Linked DNA regions of Mus musculus: all the other regions are linked to region 1. The links are chromatin contacts, called in public HiChIP or PLAC-seq, Micro-C and promoter capture Hi-C maps. All regions are on one chromosome and are shown on one strand. The core of a region is the stretch at or near the end of the contact, and the rest is flanking DNA. Distances in the headings are between cores, read along the strand shown.

Region 1 (3,172 bases), core at 23-2,522:
ACCACATGGTGGTTTACAACCATCCGTGATGAGATCTGATGCCCTCTTCTGGGGTGTCTGAAGAATGCTACATTGTACTTACATATAATAAATAAATAAATAAATCTTTTAAAAATACATTTTTATAATAAGCCATTAAACATAACTGTTTCCTTGAGTTCTGTGAGCTGCATGGCAAATTAGTAAAGCCCAACAAGGACATTCTGTAAACCCCAATGTACAGCAGGCTAGTGGGTCAGAGGCTCGGGAAAAACAGCCTGGGGCTTCCCGTTGGCATTGGAAGGCTCAGACAGATCTGCAGGGTGGCATTCTTACCTGTGGGACCTGCCACCACATTCAGGGACATGGTGTCAGAACTCAGTAGAATGAAAGGACATTGGCCAATATGCCCTGCAAATACAACTAGGTGGTGGTCGAGAGGCATGACAAGGGTTCACAGAAGTCTTCTGTGTTAGTTGTGGAGACTATCATAAAAATTACAAGTCCCCATCCCCCCCACCCCGCTCCCCAACACAGCTTTTCAAACCTTCTCTGTCCAGCTTTAGGGTTAACATTTGAGACCAAGTCTTGGAACGGACAGCAGGTGATCCGGTCTATGCAATTAGGTGAGCTGAGTTGAGCTGTCTCTTACTGTGTTGGTGAGGATCCCGACCTCTCCTTCCAACCTGTGTGCAGGTGCACATGCAGTCACAACCATGTGTTCCTTATCTCTCCTTTCATCAGTAATCAAAATTCTTCCCTGGTTATGACATCTCTTTGACCTTGAGCACAAAACCTAATCTCATGCTATCTTCTGAGCCACCCAGGAGCTAGCCAGAGTTTCTACCTAGTTACCTTTCACTGGGGTCTGGTTGTCAAGGTAACGCTTTGCCTGGAGCTCACCCTTCCGATCAAATGCCATCTGTGTCCTGTGATGCCACCTTGCTGATGCCCAGGGGCTGGGAATGCAAACTAGAAGGTTTCTCTACTATTTTCTAGCTTTGCATTCTAGTCTAAGTAGAGGCATCCTCGGCACAGTTAAGACTGCTGAGTGTAATCCGAATCAATCCATCAATCTCACCTGCCTGGGCCATCTGATGCAGCTATATGTTAATGGATCTGGGAGAACAAGAGCTCAAACACATTTTGCATTGTCTTTCTTTTCTTCTTTGGTTTTTAATTAAAGCCTCCAAGAGAGGCTCTATCCCTAACGAACCGCGGAGACAGACCCTGGGGCTCAGGAAGAGCTACAGAGGGGCGGAGCGTTGGGCGTGGCTTTCAGGGGCGTGACCGAGTGGGCGTGGTCTGGGAAATTTCTTGGCTAGGGCGGGAGCGGGCGCTGCGGTCAGCTGAGCGGCGCCTGGCGGGTCGCGAGGCCGCGCGTCACCGTCCAGCTGCCCGGTCGCCGCCCCCCGGCTGGTCCCTGGCGGGCGTCGGCATCCAGAGCTTTGGGACAAAATACCAACGAAGCAGTGACCTAAGAGGAGAGGATCCCTGTGGCCGGTGAGCCGGGCCGGGGGGTGGCGGGCGCTGACTGAGCGCGGCGACTCTCCCCAGCGGACTCCATCCTGGCAGCGGTTCTCGCTGTCGCCGTCTTCCGGAGCCTGCCGCGGGAAGGGTGACGAAGCTGGGGCGGCCCTCCTGTAGGACGGCTGTCCTGAGAAGGCTTCCGAGGCCCAGGCAGACCCTGCCCTGGTGTGACAGGGCGGCGGGGATGGAGGTGGGGGTGGGGAGTGACGGCCACCCCAGAGGACACCCCTCTTTCCCCGGGATAGTAAAACAGTCTCGGCTGGCCGCAGGTGACTTCCAGTTCAAGTCATCGAGGTGGTTTGAAGGTGACGTCCCAGGTTGAGAGTGATTGAGCAAGCAGTCAGTTCATTTTAAGGAGGAAGTGGTTAAGGTACTGTCGCAAGGAATGAAGGTAGTTTGAATGAGGTCGCCCAGGAACAGTGAAGAATAGAGAGACCCCTTGCCAAAGTAACAGGCTTACAGAAGGGTACATTAACTGTTGTGTCTATCTGGGAGAGAGTGCTATATCCATGCATGTATATACACTCTTGGCAGTGGGGGGTCACAGAAAGAGACGGAGGCGGGTGGCGGGGGGAATGTGAGATAATAAGAATGAATTTTTAAAAGCTGGGAAATTTGAAGGAGTTGTTTTTACCACGGGCAATGTGTAAATTGGAGGCAGTAAGCAAGCCTCAGAGGGAAATGAAACCCAGCACCTGGTCTAGCCTGCAGGGTCAGGACTCCTGTGTAGGAATGAATGTATGCCTGAAGTATTTAAGGTTGAAACGGCCAATCTTATGGAAAACCTCAAGAAAATCACATAAGGCAGGCAGTATTGGATCACTTACGCTTTCAGAACTGAATCCAAAGCTGCCCTTTGACCCAAAGCAGCCACTTTGCTCTTTTGACTTAGGGAGCGAAGTTAGGAGCCTATCGCCCATCGCCCCAGGCTGATAATGGGGTAGATCCGAACAGAGCAGAGGCCACTACCAGAGACTGCCTTGGACTTGATTGGACGAGGGAAGTTTCCACTGTGGATCGCGTGTGTATTTGATCTGTTTATAGTGAGCCGGTTTGAGCAGTACTTTATGTAGTGTGTAACACCATGAAAGTAGCTACAGTTTTTACAACCGGCCTGTAAATTGTGTGGGGGAGGAGAGAAAGAGCGAGCGAGAGAGAGAGAGAGAGAGAGAGAGAGAGAGAGAGAGAGAGAGAGACTCAGTCTCACCTCAGTCTTGAGAGGAGTTGGTATGACTTTCCTCCTGGTTATTATCGAGCTCCCGCATTTAAGTAGCCCATACTTTTTCTGGCCATGAACTGTACTTACTCATCCCCAAATCTGCTTGCCTGTAGTTTTGTTATAGAGCCTTAGCATGTTGATGAATTCTTTGGATTTTCTGTAAAATCAAAATCCAAAAGAAAAGAAATTAAGCCCTTTAAATTTTACTATATTTATTATTTCTGTGTGTTTATGTGAGAGGGTGTTGGTGCTTGTATGCACGTGCCTGTCATGGTGTTCATGGGGACCACAGGGGACAGTCTTTGAGAGATCCATGGACATCAGGTTTGGCAGGAAGAGCCTTTACCCACCAAGTCATCTCTCTGACCTGTAAAATCTGTTTTGTTTCGATTTTGAGAAGGGGTCTCACTATGTCTGCCTGGTTGGTCTGAAACTCATTTCATA
Region 2 (3,173 bases), core at 96-2,595, 550 kb before region 1:
CAAAACTGAAGGAACTTTTCTGAAGCCTGTGACTCATCAACTTGAACATGTGTGGGAATCCCCTGGGGGGATGAGTTAACACAGTGACTCATGAGGTGGGTCCCATTGTCACCATCTGAGAAAACTGGGGTGTGTGGAGGATTCTTGGCAGCCCCTTCTCAGGGTCATACAAGTTGCCAATGGACACAGCAAGGATTCCCATCTGGTAGCCCACTCCAATGCTCACAATCCACTGCTTGTCAGAGAGAGTTGGGTCTAAATAAGGGCACATTAGAGGCACACACTGTGATAAATGGGCATGGTAGATATAAGTGGCTCCAGGAGTTGGATGCTGTGTGGGTCACTCATGTTATTTGGTGACCTGTCAATGCCAGTCCACCTAGGGTGGCAGGATATCTCTCTGTCACTCAGCCTGTCCCTCTTGCCTTCTCAGGTATTTCCCTCCACTGAAAGGAAATGTGTCTTTTCTCAAGGGGAGGATCCCTGTATTTATAGAGCATCTTAGAGCACAATTACTTCTTTAATCCTCTTAGCGGCTTTGAAAAGAGGGCCATGAACCCAGAGAGCCATCTCTTTGCTCCTGTCCTTTTTTCACCCCGCCCCACCCCCACAGTTCTCAGTATGTGTTGTGGCACAGACAAAAGGAGGGGGAACTTCAGGGGAGTGGGAGTCAGATACTTTCTTCAATAACTTCTGAGCTAGGTAGAAGTGTGGGGGTGCTTGGAGGACCTCAGGGCAGCTTGCTACATTCCTACTTGTCTTAGGAGTCCTAGTAGCTGATCAGAGAGCTCCCTTCCCACCAAGAGAGTGCAGCAGCCATTCTGCTCCTTTAGAGACTCCAGAAAGCATGCTGGAATGAGAGCATTTGTTGTCTTTTGAAACAGCCTCCCAGTGCTGAGGAATAGCAGGAGAAAATGTAAAGGGGGGTAGGGCAGGCTGCGGAACTTTCCCTGTTGTTCTTGGACTTTTTCCACGAACACACTCACAGTGAGGCCCGTTGCTTTTGAGTGATACACAGCCTGCAGTCAGCACTGTGTGTGGTTAGGCCCACAGTCCGTGCTCACTGGGCAGCAGTGGGTGCACTGAGAGCCAAGGGTGTTGCTCTTGGCCAGCTGAGCTCTTTGCTGGGCTACCTTGCTGCCGCTGCTGGGTTTCTTGTTTGTACACGTGGTGCTTTATGTTTCAGGATGAGTAAGGACTGTGGTTGCAGCAGCTCAGGATGCTTACAGATGTTGGGCTCTCCCGCCTCAGGGTGACCAATCATTTCCCTGCCCAGGCTGCCTTGCAAGCAGAGGTTCAAGAGAGGCTTCAGTCACAGAGGCGCTTGCTTGCTCTCGCTTGCTTCCGCTCCAAAGAAGGGGTTCAGCTGCAGCGACTTCCTTTTCCTGTTCTGCCCAGCTCCCTGCTCAGTCACACTCGGGGTCCCCCAGATAACAGTTTGGGGAGTCTCCAGTTAGTTGCATGTGTCTTTTTACTGCTGTTTCTTCTCTTTGTGAAATCCGAGTTTATGCAGCCTAGGCTAACAGTGGACCCTGGTTCTTCCTATGTGTTTAAGTTAAGCGATAACGTACAGGAGTTTTCTCCTGCAGCGTGGGTCCTCGAGATGGAATCCAGGGTTTTAGACTTGGGTGGGAGCCATCTTGCTGACCCCTGATCTTTATTACTCTGATGAGCTGTTTTCATAGTCGGTGATGTGTGGGTCACAGGGTGGTCTCCAGCTGATGCCCTGAGACCCTCAGGAGGCAGGGCCAAGTGGCACTCTCAAGGCTTTGCTTTGGTTCATGCATATCTATCACTCCCGAGCTTTGCTGAAAGGAAAAAGGCTGCGGCAGCTGGGCTCCAAATTCTTGCTTCACTCTGGTAGCCTTCCTGGTTCTGGGCCCTCGCACAGGATCCCTCATTTTGGGTCCCTTCCTCTGTGCCTTCTCTGCAGCCACCCCTAACGATCCAGATACCAGCTCCCTTTGTGTCTCACCTCAGAGAAAGGGACATGTGTGGCTTACGGTCAAGTCAATGATAGGAGAACCTGGGACTGAACAGGAAGTGTGAATTAGGGCTTTGAAAAGTGGGCACCTAATAAGCAATCCTTCCACCTCCTTCCTTGCAGGAGAGCAGAGAGCGGAGATAGAGCGCCGTCATTATCCTCCCTGTAATTATAGGAAAGAGCCAATGTTCTTGGAAAATCCAGCAGTCAGGGCTGCTGAGCCAACTCAATCCTCCAAGATGGCTTCTGGAAGCCAGGCAGGGAAATTAGCTTAATGGAGGTTGAGTGTTCTGTGAGACCCTTGAGTGTTTGAGTGAGGGCACTAAGACCCCCCCTCCACCCCCCATCCCTCTGCCCGCTTCCTCCACTTCCAGTTCCTGGTGTAGAAATCATCTTCAGGGCTGCTTGGTTCTCTCAGTGGCCTCCAGCTTGAGCTGTCACACATCAGGGCTGTAGCAGTTCGCTGCTGGCCTTGGCCTGAGCCTGTGCAGGGCAGGTGTGAGGAAGAGGAGGAAGCTGGGGTGAGGGGTCAAGGGGGGGGGACTCCCTGGCCGAAACCTCTGTCCTGATTGGCCTCTGCCTTTCCCCACTTCTCCTCCTGGCTCCTTGGGAACACTCCCAACCCCTTTTCATGTTGCCAGTTACCACCCAGGGTGGGAAGGTTTGCTTTGGGGATTTGTGTGCTGAGCACAGAGGTCCAGAGAGGAGCCTTTCTGTGGGGGTAGTATGGTTAGAACCCTTTTGGATGCTTTCTCTGCTCCTCATTCGGGTATTTCTAAGCAAGAATGCAAACAGGCCTGAAATAGAATGTATTAGTAAGTGTAACAGAGAAGCAGAGGATATTTTTAGCAAATATGGCTGAAGCAGATTATTTCAATGAGTGAAGGTGAGGGGTGTGTGTGTGCGCAGTGCTGGATTCTGGGGACTGGGGAAAGTAGCTGCCTCTCTGGTTAGTTGCCCTGTGACACCTGGCCCTAGGCTCCCGGGGTACCTAGGATATGGGGGCTACTATCTTAGTTTTAGGGTCCTTCATTTCCCTGTTGTGAAGGATGTAGAGGCAGGTTACATAGTTGTGGTCAGGCCTGTGTATATCAAGTTCATTGCCAAGGTCTTTCTAGTAGCAAACATGGCACTACTCTCCACCTGTCCCTAGCTGAAGGCATGGGAAGACCTGGCCTAATATTCCAGA
Region 3 (3,314 bases), core at 527-3,026, 700 kb before region 1:
TCTTTCTTTCTTTCTTTCTTCCTTCCTTCCTTCCTTCCTTCCTTTCTTTCTTTCTTTTTCTTTCTTTCTTTCTCTCTCTCTCTCTCTCTCTCTCTCTCTCTCTCTCTCTCTCTCTCTCCCTTCCTTTCTTTCTTTCTTTCTTTCTTTCTTTCTTTCTTTCTTTCTTTCTTTCTTTCTTTCTTCCTTAAATGCTTTTATCTATATGTGTGTGTGCTTGGTTGTCTATGTATGCACCATATGTATGCAGTACCCTTGGAGGCCAGAAGAGGCAGATGCCCTGGAACTGGAGTTACAGATGGTTGTGAGCCACCATTGGAATGCTGAGATCAGAACCAGTGTCTCCTGTAAGAGGAGCAGTTTTAGCTGCTGAGCCATTTCTTCACTCACAGACACGCTTTCTCAGTGGCATCTGCGGCTTGAAGATTGGACTGGTAAGCCCCAGGATCCCCCTGTCCACCTCCTGGTCCTGGAATTACAAGTGCATGCCGCTATACCTGACTTTATGGGGGTGCTGGGAATTGAACTCAGGTCCTTGAGCTCGCACAGCAGGTTCTTTACTGATTGAGATGTCTTCCCAGGCCTCTTGCACCTTTCTTACACACATGGCAGCAGGCCAATGGGATCCAGAAAATTCCTCTATGGATTTCATCTCAGGTGACCCTAGGCTGCGTCAAGCTGACAACTGACATTAATAGTACAATCACTGAGTTCCACCCCCAGCTGCGAGGCTGACTGGTGTGGAAGAGAATTGAGGCAAGACCTACAGGGCTTGGGACCACAGTAGTTTTTCTCCAGGGGACTCACTGCAAGTTCAGTGCATTGCTACAACTGTCTCCTGTGTACAAGTGTCCATATTTCCAAATAGAGACATAAATGAGGATGTTTACCACTTCAGGAGCCCGCTGCCCAGGTCCCTAAGGTGGCCTCTAAGTGTTCACCCAGCTCAGAAAGGTCTTGGTGAGCAGTCTCGAGAATGATCTAGAAAGCTTAGCTGCTGTCTTGGAACACCCAGTCTGTGACATGTTGGGGCCACACCATGGTCTTCAGCTAGAAATAGATTACTTTGGAGGGAGGGTGGGGTGGTTTTTCTCTGTGAAGCAATGGAAAACACTTGTGGATTAAATGAAGCAGGAAAGCCAGTTGATGGTTGGGGTGAAAGAAAGACTTTGTTTTATATGGTTTAAAACCACAAAGGATTGGTAAAACAGGCCACGTGGGCTTGTCTGGGAGATGAAGAACATGGTTCCCTGTTTATTGGTTTAATAGCAATTAGCCACCCTCAGAATCTTGCTGAGGATCTTGGTTGCCTGGTGGAACATTGCTTTCATTACGTGGTGGCTGCTCCGGGCCTGCACTCCTGCCCTGTGAAAGCTCCTTTTCCTTCCCCTTGGGGGGGGGGGATCTCCGTTTTCAAGGGCCTTTCTTTTCAAAGACCTTCCTTCACTTGGAATAATCTTACATTTCTAATCTCTGGATTTTTTTTTTCTTTTTCTTTTTCTTTATGTTGCTGGGGATGAAGCCCAGGGCCTCACTCACTTAGCTCTCCACATCTGGTCCGATCTATCCCTCAGCCTTCATCAGTGAGCTCTGAGCAGTACAGCCTGGCTTCTGGAACATTCCATCTTTGTTGTGGATGGGCCTGGTGCTATTTGTATTTCGATGCTAATTCCATTCTCCTGGGAGGGGTTGTGGACAAGGAGTGAGTCACATACCAGGTGACTTCTTGTGAACCAATCCTCTAATGAATAAAGGAGCCAATCACTGGGTGAGTAGGTGGGACTTCCGGATTGGATGGCGGAAGAGAAAGAGAAGAGAGGTAGGGGCATTTGGAACGGGAATAGAGTAAGGGCAAGATGTAACTGCTAGAGTTTCCCGGTATCATAGTGGATCTGCCAGGATTTGCCACTGGAGGAATCAAATTTAATAAGGCTTACAAGATTGGGTTTTAGTTGTTGTGCCCAGAGAATGAGTTACCATTGTTTCTGAGCTAAGTTTGTGTGGTGTTTTTCTTCTCATGGCATTTCAACTGGGTTCCAGTGAGGACGGTATGGCGGCAAAGCATGGGTTTGCCAGATGTGCAAAGGCTGTGAGGGCTTTGAAGCATAGGGCTGGCATGGTAGCGACCCTGTGCTTCAAAAAAAGGTCAAGATAAAAAAGGACAGCCATTGCCCACCAGTGCATGCCTGGTCATGCCGCCGGGGCAGAGAGTTGCTGGCACAAGCACAGGAACATGCCGGTTCGTTTTTAATATTTCCCGCAACACATCCTCACCTGTCCCAGTGCATGCTACCCTGTGGCTACCCTGCTTACCTAAACTACCTTCTTATCATGCTGCCTCTAATGTTTCATGAGCCACCCTTTATGTGAAGTCATGCTAGACTCGTTTTCCTTAGCTCCCCCAGATGAAGGCTCTATGGTCAGTGTATTAACTAAGTATATAGGCTTGGCTGGGGGGCTGCGGCTGGCCTAGCATACCCAAGGCCCTGGGTTCAATCCCCAGTACTGCAAAAATGAATGAATAAACAAATAAATAAACACTGTCTGGCCTTGGCTACTGATTACCTTCCCCTGTAAATGGTCAGTTCCGAAGAGTCGGCAGGTTGTGACCATCCTTCTTAGATTTGCTAAGACGCTGGCACGGGTCTAGTTGCTGGTCCTCACTGAACATCAGGAAATGCCCTCTCCTCTCTGAAGTGGCTCCAAATTTACCCACTAGTGCCTGTTTGAGTCGCCCTAAATTGATGAGATGGGAACAATGTAACAATGGCAATGGTGATCTCCCCCAATGACCGACTGAGATGGGGACAATGTAACAATGGCAATGGTGATCTCCCCCAATGACCGACTGAGATGGGGACAATGTAACAATGTAATAATGACAATGACAATATCCCACAGTGATTGAGGTGGAGACAAAGCTGGAGAACAAAATAATTGGAAGAGAACAATAGAGATTTAAATGGCCATAGAAAGAACCAAGCTTTGGGGGTACATACCTGTCATCCCAGCACTTGGAAAATAGAGACAGGAAGATTGGAAGTTTGAGTTTAGCCTGGGCTACTAGTGAGTTCAAGGGCTACATAAGGGGGACTCTATCATAAACTGAAGTCTTTGGAAAAAAGGAAGGGAAAAATGAGGAGTTGCTTCACAGGTATAGAGTGTCTGTTTTATCAGGTGAAACATTCTGCAGACTAGCTATACCACAATGATATTGAACTGTGTGTGTTTAAAATGGTTAAGATATTAAATTTTACGTTATCACAATTCAAAATCTCAGGTAGGTGCTGGAGAGGTGCTTCACTGAGCAAAGTGCT
Region 4 (3,187 bases), core at 542-3,041, 830 kb before region 1:
TACGACAGTTTTTTAAAAAGGTTATGGGGACATAGGAAGGGCTGGAATACATCCATTGCCTTTCCAATTTTACCAGCAATGCGCCATGTTTTACATCATTGATGTGTAGGCAGTCCTGGCTATAGTAATAGATTCATAATGTACTTCTTTTTTTATTTTGATTTTTGAGATAGTTCTGGCTGGCCTAGAACTCTCTGTGTAGAGCAGGCTGGTCTTGAACTCAGAGGTCTCTCTGTCTCTGCCTTCTGAGTGCTGGGATTTAAGGTGTGTACCACCATGCCAGACTATTATTTGCATTTTAGAATAATGCTGCAGTTATTTAGCATCTTTCTAGTATTTGCCCTCTTTCTTTCTACGACATGTCCCCTCCTGTCTGCAGCTGGGTATTAGTTGCAGTACTTTGTACTTACTGGCTCCATCATTGTGCCATCTCTTTAACCCTTTCCCTCCCTTTCCTTTCTGCATCCTTCAGTCCTTCTTTCTTTTGCCGAGCCTTATGAATCTTGTCACTTCATTACTACTTATATAAATCTGTAAAGTTTCAAAGGCAAGTTTAATAAGAATAATAGTGTATATTTAAGTTTAAAAAAACCATAATGTACCTTTATTCTCTTATCTTTTGGTTTCTTAAATTAAAAGATATTAAAACTCTAAGATGGAATTTAATATATTTAAAAATGTTTTTGTCTTGCTCTTTCTAAATTTCTTCCTATGCTGCCTCTCACAAGTTTATTATTTCTTGTTACAGTTTTCCCTGACAGAGCTATGAAAATGTCTTCTGCCTTTCTACCTTTATATCAGCCACATTCTGAATTGTGTTGCAGAAAGGGACATTTGAATTATTTCATATGAAACACTACTGTATTTTCTTTCCTCTTAAAAATGTTAGTTTTTCTTATCTGCTGTCCATAATTATGCATGTTTAATGTTCAGTGAGAACTAGAGCTTCAGTTATGTAATTAGTAAGTTGAAATATTAAAAATAATGAATTTTGCTTAAAATGACACATTATTCTTTTTTTTTAATTAGGTATTTTCCTTGTTTACATTTTCAATGCTATCCCAAAGGTCCCCCATACCCACCCCCCATATATCACATTATTCTTAGCAAAATAAAAATTACCACCTTGAAAGAACCATTTTACTCAAATTTCTTATGTTTTCCATATATTTCCTATTTGGGAAAAATAGTCTGAAATTAACTTCTCTAATTTACCTATATTACCTTGGAAGTTTTACTGGGTTTTTTTTGGGGGGGCGGGTTCGAGACAGGGTTTCTCTGTGTATCCCTGGCTGTCCTGGAACTCACTCTGTAGACCAGGCTGGCCTCGAACTCAGAAATCCACCTGCCTCTGCCTCCCGAGTGCTGGGATTAAAGGCGTGCGCCACCACCGCCCGGCCTAAAAAGGTTTCTTTCTGAAAAAGAGAGACAGATAAAAGAGTTTATACCTCTTGATGCCTTGATGTCTATTTTGAAGATGGGGAAGTACTGGAAAGTACTATTGTCTGCAGTGTATTACCAGTTTTCACAAATGTCTAAGAAGTTACAGTTAAGATGGGGCGGAAAGAAAAGTCTGGCTCAGGTAGCTCAGCTCTAGGCCTTGGGGTACCTGGACCAGGAAACCTTATCTAGAAAACAGCTTTGAAAAGGAAAACCCTTGTCCTGGAGTAGAGCAACTAAGAACCGCCCACCACGGCAGGCCGCCCCGCCTCTTGCCATCCAGTCCCGCCCCCGCCGCCGCGCCAACGGTGACCATAGCAACGCGGTGGACGTCCGCCAACGGCCAGGCTAGGTCTGGGAGGAGCCTAGAGCGCATGTCACATGACTCTGTGGGCGGAGCTTGTGCGGGGACGGCCAGAGCGTGTCCCCAGCCTCCGCCGCCTAGGCCAGAGTCGTGAGGAACGGAGCGGAGGCAGCTGCGAGGCCGCGGGTGCCCGCCGGGTGTGCTGAGCCGCCGCCATGGGCAGTGAGTGTGGTGGCTGGAGCGCGAACCTCGAAGGCCGCGGGTCCTTTCGGGCTGTGGGCAGTGGAGTCGCTTACTCCTTGGGGTGGTCTTGGGTGCGGGGGATGCGCAGGCCTCGTTGGGGTCGCCACGGGCAGAGCGAGCTGGGGACCCGCCAAGGCGCCTCGGGTCAGCGAGGCCTTGCCCGGCGGGTCACGGGAACTCAGAAGTCCCGGTTTGCTCCCCTTAGGAGGCGAGGAGCGAGGATGGCGCGGGGAGGCCATTGGCTGGGGGCGGGGGGTAGTTAGCACACTCCACGGCTTGGACCACTTGGGCTTTTTCTGAATCTCAGGAAACTCATTAATTTTTAAATTATTATTCTTGAATCACGCTTCCTTGGTGTGTTGCGACGAATAAGTCTCCCTTTTTTTAAAAAAATATTTTTTATTAGGTATTTTCCTCATTTACATTTCCAATGCTATCCCAAAAAGTCCCCCATAACCTCCCCCACCAAGTCTCCCTTTTTTAAAAATGTGATTCGTAGCATGCGTTTTAGGGGAGGAAAGGCGTGTGATCAGTAGCTCAGCATTTTCCTAGATTAATTCTTCCCAGTCATTCTGTAGTGTTCATTGAAAACTGTAAGTTGGTGCGCAAGGTATGGACGAGGCCTCGCATTATAAGATCCTTCCAGGGCCCTGCCCAATCACTCACCCTCATGTATTTTCACACAGATACTTTACCTAGCAGTTCACATGTTTGTGTATAAAGGGATAACGTTGCGATGCACTCCATTGGCTAACAGTAGACATTTGGGGAAAATTGGAAAGGAAATAAGAGACCCTTGGCCTTGAATTGTGAATAAAAATGGAATTGTGCAACACGGGGAGAGGCAGTACATGGCGGCACGCAACAGCGTTTTTTGATCCTGAACGCCAGTACAGTAATTCATAAACTAGCAATAAATCTCGGAGAGTAGCCTGGGCTGAGATGGGGAAGGGAGGCGATTCTAGACAGTTTCCCAGTGTTGTGACCCATAGTTGTTGTTTTTTTAATTGCAGGTAAATGTTTTCAGAATTTAGATTTACTTTTTTTTTTTTTTTTTTTTTTTTAAAGATTTATTTATTTATTATATGTAAGTACACTGTAGCTGTCTTCAGACACTCCAGAAGAGGGAGTCAGATCTCGTTACGGATGGTTGTGAGCCACCATGTGGTTGCTGGGATTTGAACTCCTGACCTTCGGAAG
Region 5 (2,939 bases), core at 240-2,739, 670 kb before region 1:
CTTGCAGGTCCCCTTCCCTTCCCCCAATAAGCTTACTTTAACCTAGGCCTGTCCTTAAGGGGACATCTTAGCACTGAAGAGGTCAGCTCAGGACCTTTGAAAAATTCCACCCCTCCCCTCCTGGAAGAGACAGGTCAGAGAGCATGTAGGCCGGAAGGGAAAGGCTGATTACCTCATTTACTAAAGACCAATCAGTTTAAAGGGTGCTCTGTTCTGCCAGTCATATTGTGCCTAGTTGCTGATGTTCTCTGCCGCCCCTGGAAACTGTATAAAAACCCTCTCCAAATGGGCCACCCAGGGTGGTCGCCTCTTTCAGGTACAGGGCAACCCCAGTGCACTGGAACAATAAATTCCTTTTGCCTTTGCATTGATCCCTGGCTCTCTGTTGTTCACTTGGGGGGGGGGGGGGGTCCCTGCTAGTTAAGGCTCATCAGAGTCTTACATTAGTTTTGTATAAAATCGTATGTTTCATGTAAGTCTATTTGCATCCTAAATTAATTTGGGGGGAAGTGTTAAGGATTGAACCTATGGCCTTGAATATGCCAAGCAAATATTCTGCCAATGAGTTAAGCCCCAGATCCCTTTGACAATATTTTTTTTTGTAGTTTTAGATACTGCCACAAATAATGTATCATGGGGGGGAATTAAAGAAATTATGAGTTTTTCTGTTTACTAGGAGTCAGCCTCTTGTGCTGGTTTGAATGAGAATATCTGGCTAACTCATTTTTTGAACTCTTAGTCCTGTATAAAAGTGGGGGTTTCAGAACTAAAGTATCAAGTGAGGACATGACCACTCTGAGGTATGGTTGACAAAGTTTTTATTGTAGATACTGGGGAGGGTACAATCCAGAGCAGGGAGAGAAAGTAGTAGACTAAACATGGCCAGTCTATTACCGTGGGAGCACAGCAGCATCCAGGCAGGCATGGTCCAGGAGGAGCAGAGAGCTCTACATCTTCATTTGAGGGTCTCAAAGCCTATGCCCACAGTGACACACTTCCTCCAACAAGGTTACACCTACTCCAACAAGGCCACGCCTCCTAACAGACTCACTCCCTGGGCCAAGCATATACAAACCACCACAGACTAGAGCCACTCCCCGGGCCAAGCATATACAAACCACCACAGACTAGAGCCACTCCCCGGGCCAAGCATATACAAACCACCACAGACTAGAGCCACTCCCTGGGCCAAGCATGTACAAACCACCACAAACTAGAGCCACTCCCTGGGCCAAGCATATACAAACCACCACAAACTAGAGCCACTCCCTGAGCCAAGCATGTACAAACCACCACAAACTAGAGCCACTCCCTGGGCCAAGCATATACAAACCACCACAGACTAGAGCCACTCCCTGGGCCAAGCATGTACAAACCACCACAGACTATTTCTAGTTTGTGCTCTGCTTTGTACTTGTAGGTCAAGAGGTAATTCCTCAACTGCCGATCCCTTGTCTGGGAGACCTTCCTGGTAGTCAATGTTCCTGACAGATACTTCATAGAGTTGCCTCTCTTTGTCTTCTGAATCATTCACTCATGAATTAACAGCTGAATTCCTGTGGTAGTCCAGGAGCTGATTCATTGCCAGGTCTGGGTGGGGAGTGTCTTTAAAAATGAATGTAAAATAAATGTCTCTGAACTCAGAGGACCTGACTTAAAGTTTGCAGTGGTTTGACCCTGGTCTTTGTTCCTGGCGTTGGAGTTTTTATTCCCTTATCAAATGAAGAGCTCGTCTCCAACTTGCTTTTCTTTGGGCTTGACTGATGCCTTAGGCTGGAAGGTCCTCAAGCAGGAATAACTTGCTTCTGCTTTGTCTTCTTGACTTTGGCTGGTGTTTCTTCACTATCTCATTATGGCTTTGATGCTTTTAAGAAAACTAAACAAATATTTCATCCAGCTTGGCAGGCTGTCTTTGATCTTAATCACTCATCTTGTTGTTGCCAAATTAGACCTACAATGTAACTTAGGTTCAAATCCCAGCTCTTATTTTCAACTGGCCTGGGTTGGCCAAATTGTCTTCCTCTTGATTTGTCACACACATTAAACCCTACCAACTGATCTTTGTGGTTGTGTAATTTGAAAGTTAAAGCCTTTGTTTTTTTGTTCTGGTAAAGTGGTACAGTAACAGATGTGTTCATTGACTGTGTCCCAAGCTAGAAGGTAAGTTTAGGATTATGGAAAATTTGTGTGTGTGTCCCTCCCCCAATTTTCTCTTTCCCAGGAAATGCCTGATAAGGAGAATCTGCACAGTATGCTTGAGCTGAGGGAAATGGTTACTTTGTAAAGATAACCAAGGACTCAATCAAAATACATATTGCTTATAAACAAAAACATACTGCAAAAAAATGGGCAGAGGGTCCTATTCACTTGCATTATTTTGTAAAGTTGATCAGTGTTAAACTGGTTCTGGCTTTAGTTTTTCATTTAATGTGGCCTTGTAATAGAGTCCTTACACTAAATATTTCTTCTAATCTGAAGTAGTTTAGCAAAAGTTCTGTCATTAACATAAGCATAAGTGGTGTGTGTATATGTGTGTATGTGTGTGTGTGTGTATGCATGTCTGTTTTAAACCAGGGGTTGATTTAGTAAACTTGGGTTACCCACAGTCACCAAAGCTGGGGTGCCAGCTTCCGGTGTGTGTCTCTGCAGCGTTTTAGAGGAGTTGTAATCAGAACATTTAAAGAAGCCAAGCATGCTTTTTTATAGTGTCGCGATGCCCCCAAAGACTCAGTGTTTCAGACGAGAAAGCCATGGAATTATGATAGGCGGCAGATTGGCTTCTCCATGTCAGATGCTTGGCAGTTGATCCTTGCCTGATGGCCTTAAAACACCCCATCTGCGGAGAGAACGCTAACACGTTCATTTTCTGGATAAGGACATCAGCTTGGAGGGAATTCTTTGACTTGTCCAAGGCCACAGAGCCTTGGGGAAGAGGCTCC

Evidence for each region. A called contact is a pair of places that touch in the nucleus more often than the background predicts. HiChIP or PLAC-seq counts read pairs in DNA pulled down with a chosen protein or histone mark. Capture Hi-C pulls out chosen DNA fragments and counts their contacts.
Region 2: a contact with region 1 is called in a Micro-C map of the G1E-ER4 cell line. The contact joins the enhancer-like site here to the promoter of Optn in region 1. A contact is called at or near these places in 3 of 484 Hi-C or Micro-C datasets (the G1E-ER4 cell line and embryonic stem cells) and 4 of 115 datasets of contacts at active chromatin or transcription factors (embryonic forebrain, embryonic stem cells, pancreatic cancer cells and 1 more).
Region 3: an H3K4me3 HiChIP or PLAC-seq map of embryonic stem cells shows a contact between it and region 1, with 7 times the contacts expected there. The contact joins the enhancer-like site here to the promoter of Optn in region 1. A contact is called at or near these places in 1 of 39 promoter capture datasets (hippocampal neurons), 6 of 484 Hi-C or Micro-C datasets (3T3-L1-derived adipocytes, Sertoli cells, embryonic fibroblasts and 3 more), 13 of 115 datasets of contacts at active chromatin or transcription factors (bone marrow-derived macrophages, craniofacial prominence, embryonic hindbrain and 4 more) and 4 of 9 other capture datasets (adipose tissue, embryonic stem cells, liver and 1 more).
Region 4: a promoter capture Hi-C map of liver shows a contact between it and region 1, with 5 times the contacts expected there. The contact joins the promoter of Sec61a2 here to the promoter of Optn in region 1. A contact is called at or near these places in 2 of 39 promoter capture datasets (erythroid cells and hippocampal neurons), 4 of 484 Hi-C or Micro-C datasets (embryonic stem cells, liver, nephron progenitors and 1 more), 12 of 115 datasets of contacts at active chromatin or transcription factors (the 230-238 cell line, astrocytes, bone marrow-derived macrophages and 5 more) and 4 of 9 other capture datasets (adipose tissue, embryonic stem cells, liver and 1 more).
Region 5: a FOXA1 HiChIP or PLAC-seq map of pancreatic cancer cells shows a contact between it and region 1. The contact joins the enhancer-like site here to the promoter of Optn in region 1. A contact is called at or near these places in 1 of 39 promoter capture datasets (the SN4741 cell line) and 7 of 115 datasets of contacts at active chromatin or transcription factors (the NIH/3T3 cell line, embryonic fibroblasts, embryonic forebrain and 4 more).

Annotation. Positions count from the first base shown.
Region 1 is chr2:5,062,217-5,065,388 of GRCm38.p6, reverse strand. It overlaps Optn (optineurin), which reads left to right and starts at 1,272. Exons shown (of 14, transcript NM_001356487.1): 1 at 1,272-1,482.
Region 2 is chr2:5,611,948-5,615,120 of GRCm38.p6, reverse strand. All of the region lies in intron 1 of Camk1d (calcium/calmodulin-dependent protein kinase ID), which reads left to right. Among named protein-coding and RNA genes, the nearest start is that of Camk1d, 100 kb to the left of the region's middle. Within about 2 kb of position 1,345, at least 188 of the 459 cell types and tissues checked have an H3K27ac peak or open chromatin away from gene starts, as enhancers often do. A contact at or near this core is called in the G1E-ER4 cell line and pancreatic cancer cells, where this site is marked.
Region 3 is chr2:5,759,218-5,762,531 of GRCm38.p6, reverse strand. No RefSeq gene overlaps it. Among named protein-coding and RNA genes, the nearest start is that of Gm29857, 33 kb to the right of the region's middle. Within about 2 kb of position 1,776, at least 8 of the 459 cell types and tissues checked have an H3K27ac peak or open chromatin away from gene starts, as enhancers often do. A contact at or near this core is called in embryonic stem cells, where this site is marked.
Region 4 is chr2:5,894,036-5,897,222 of GRCm38.p6, reverse strand. Sec61a2 (Sec61, alpha subunit 2 (S. cerevisiae)) reads left to right here and starts at 1,791. Exons shown (of 12, transcript NM_021305.4): 1 at 1,791-1,966. The coding sequence starts at 1,960. Gm13267 (predicted gene 13267) reads right to left here and starts at 1,759. Exons shown (of 3, transcript NR_166420.1): 1 at 1,449-1,759. It also overlaps a transcript of Dhtkd1 not described here.
Region 5 is chr2:5,732,466-5,735,404 of GRCm38.p6, reverse strand. All of the region lies in intron 1 of Gm29857 (a long non-coding RNA gene), which reads right to left. Among named protein-coding and RNA genes, the nearest start is that of Gm29857, 5.9 kb to the right of the region's middle. Within about 2 kb of position 1,489, at least 23 of the 459 cell types and tissues checked have an H3K27ac peak or open chromatin away from gene starts, as enhancers often do. A contact at or near this core is called in the SN4741 cell line, embryonic fibroblasts and pancreatic cancer cells, where this site is marked.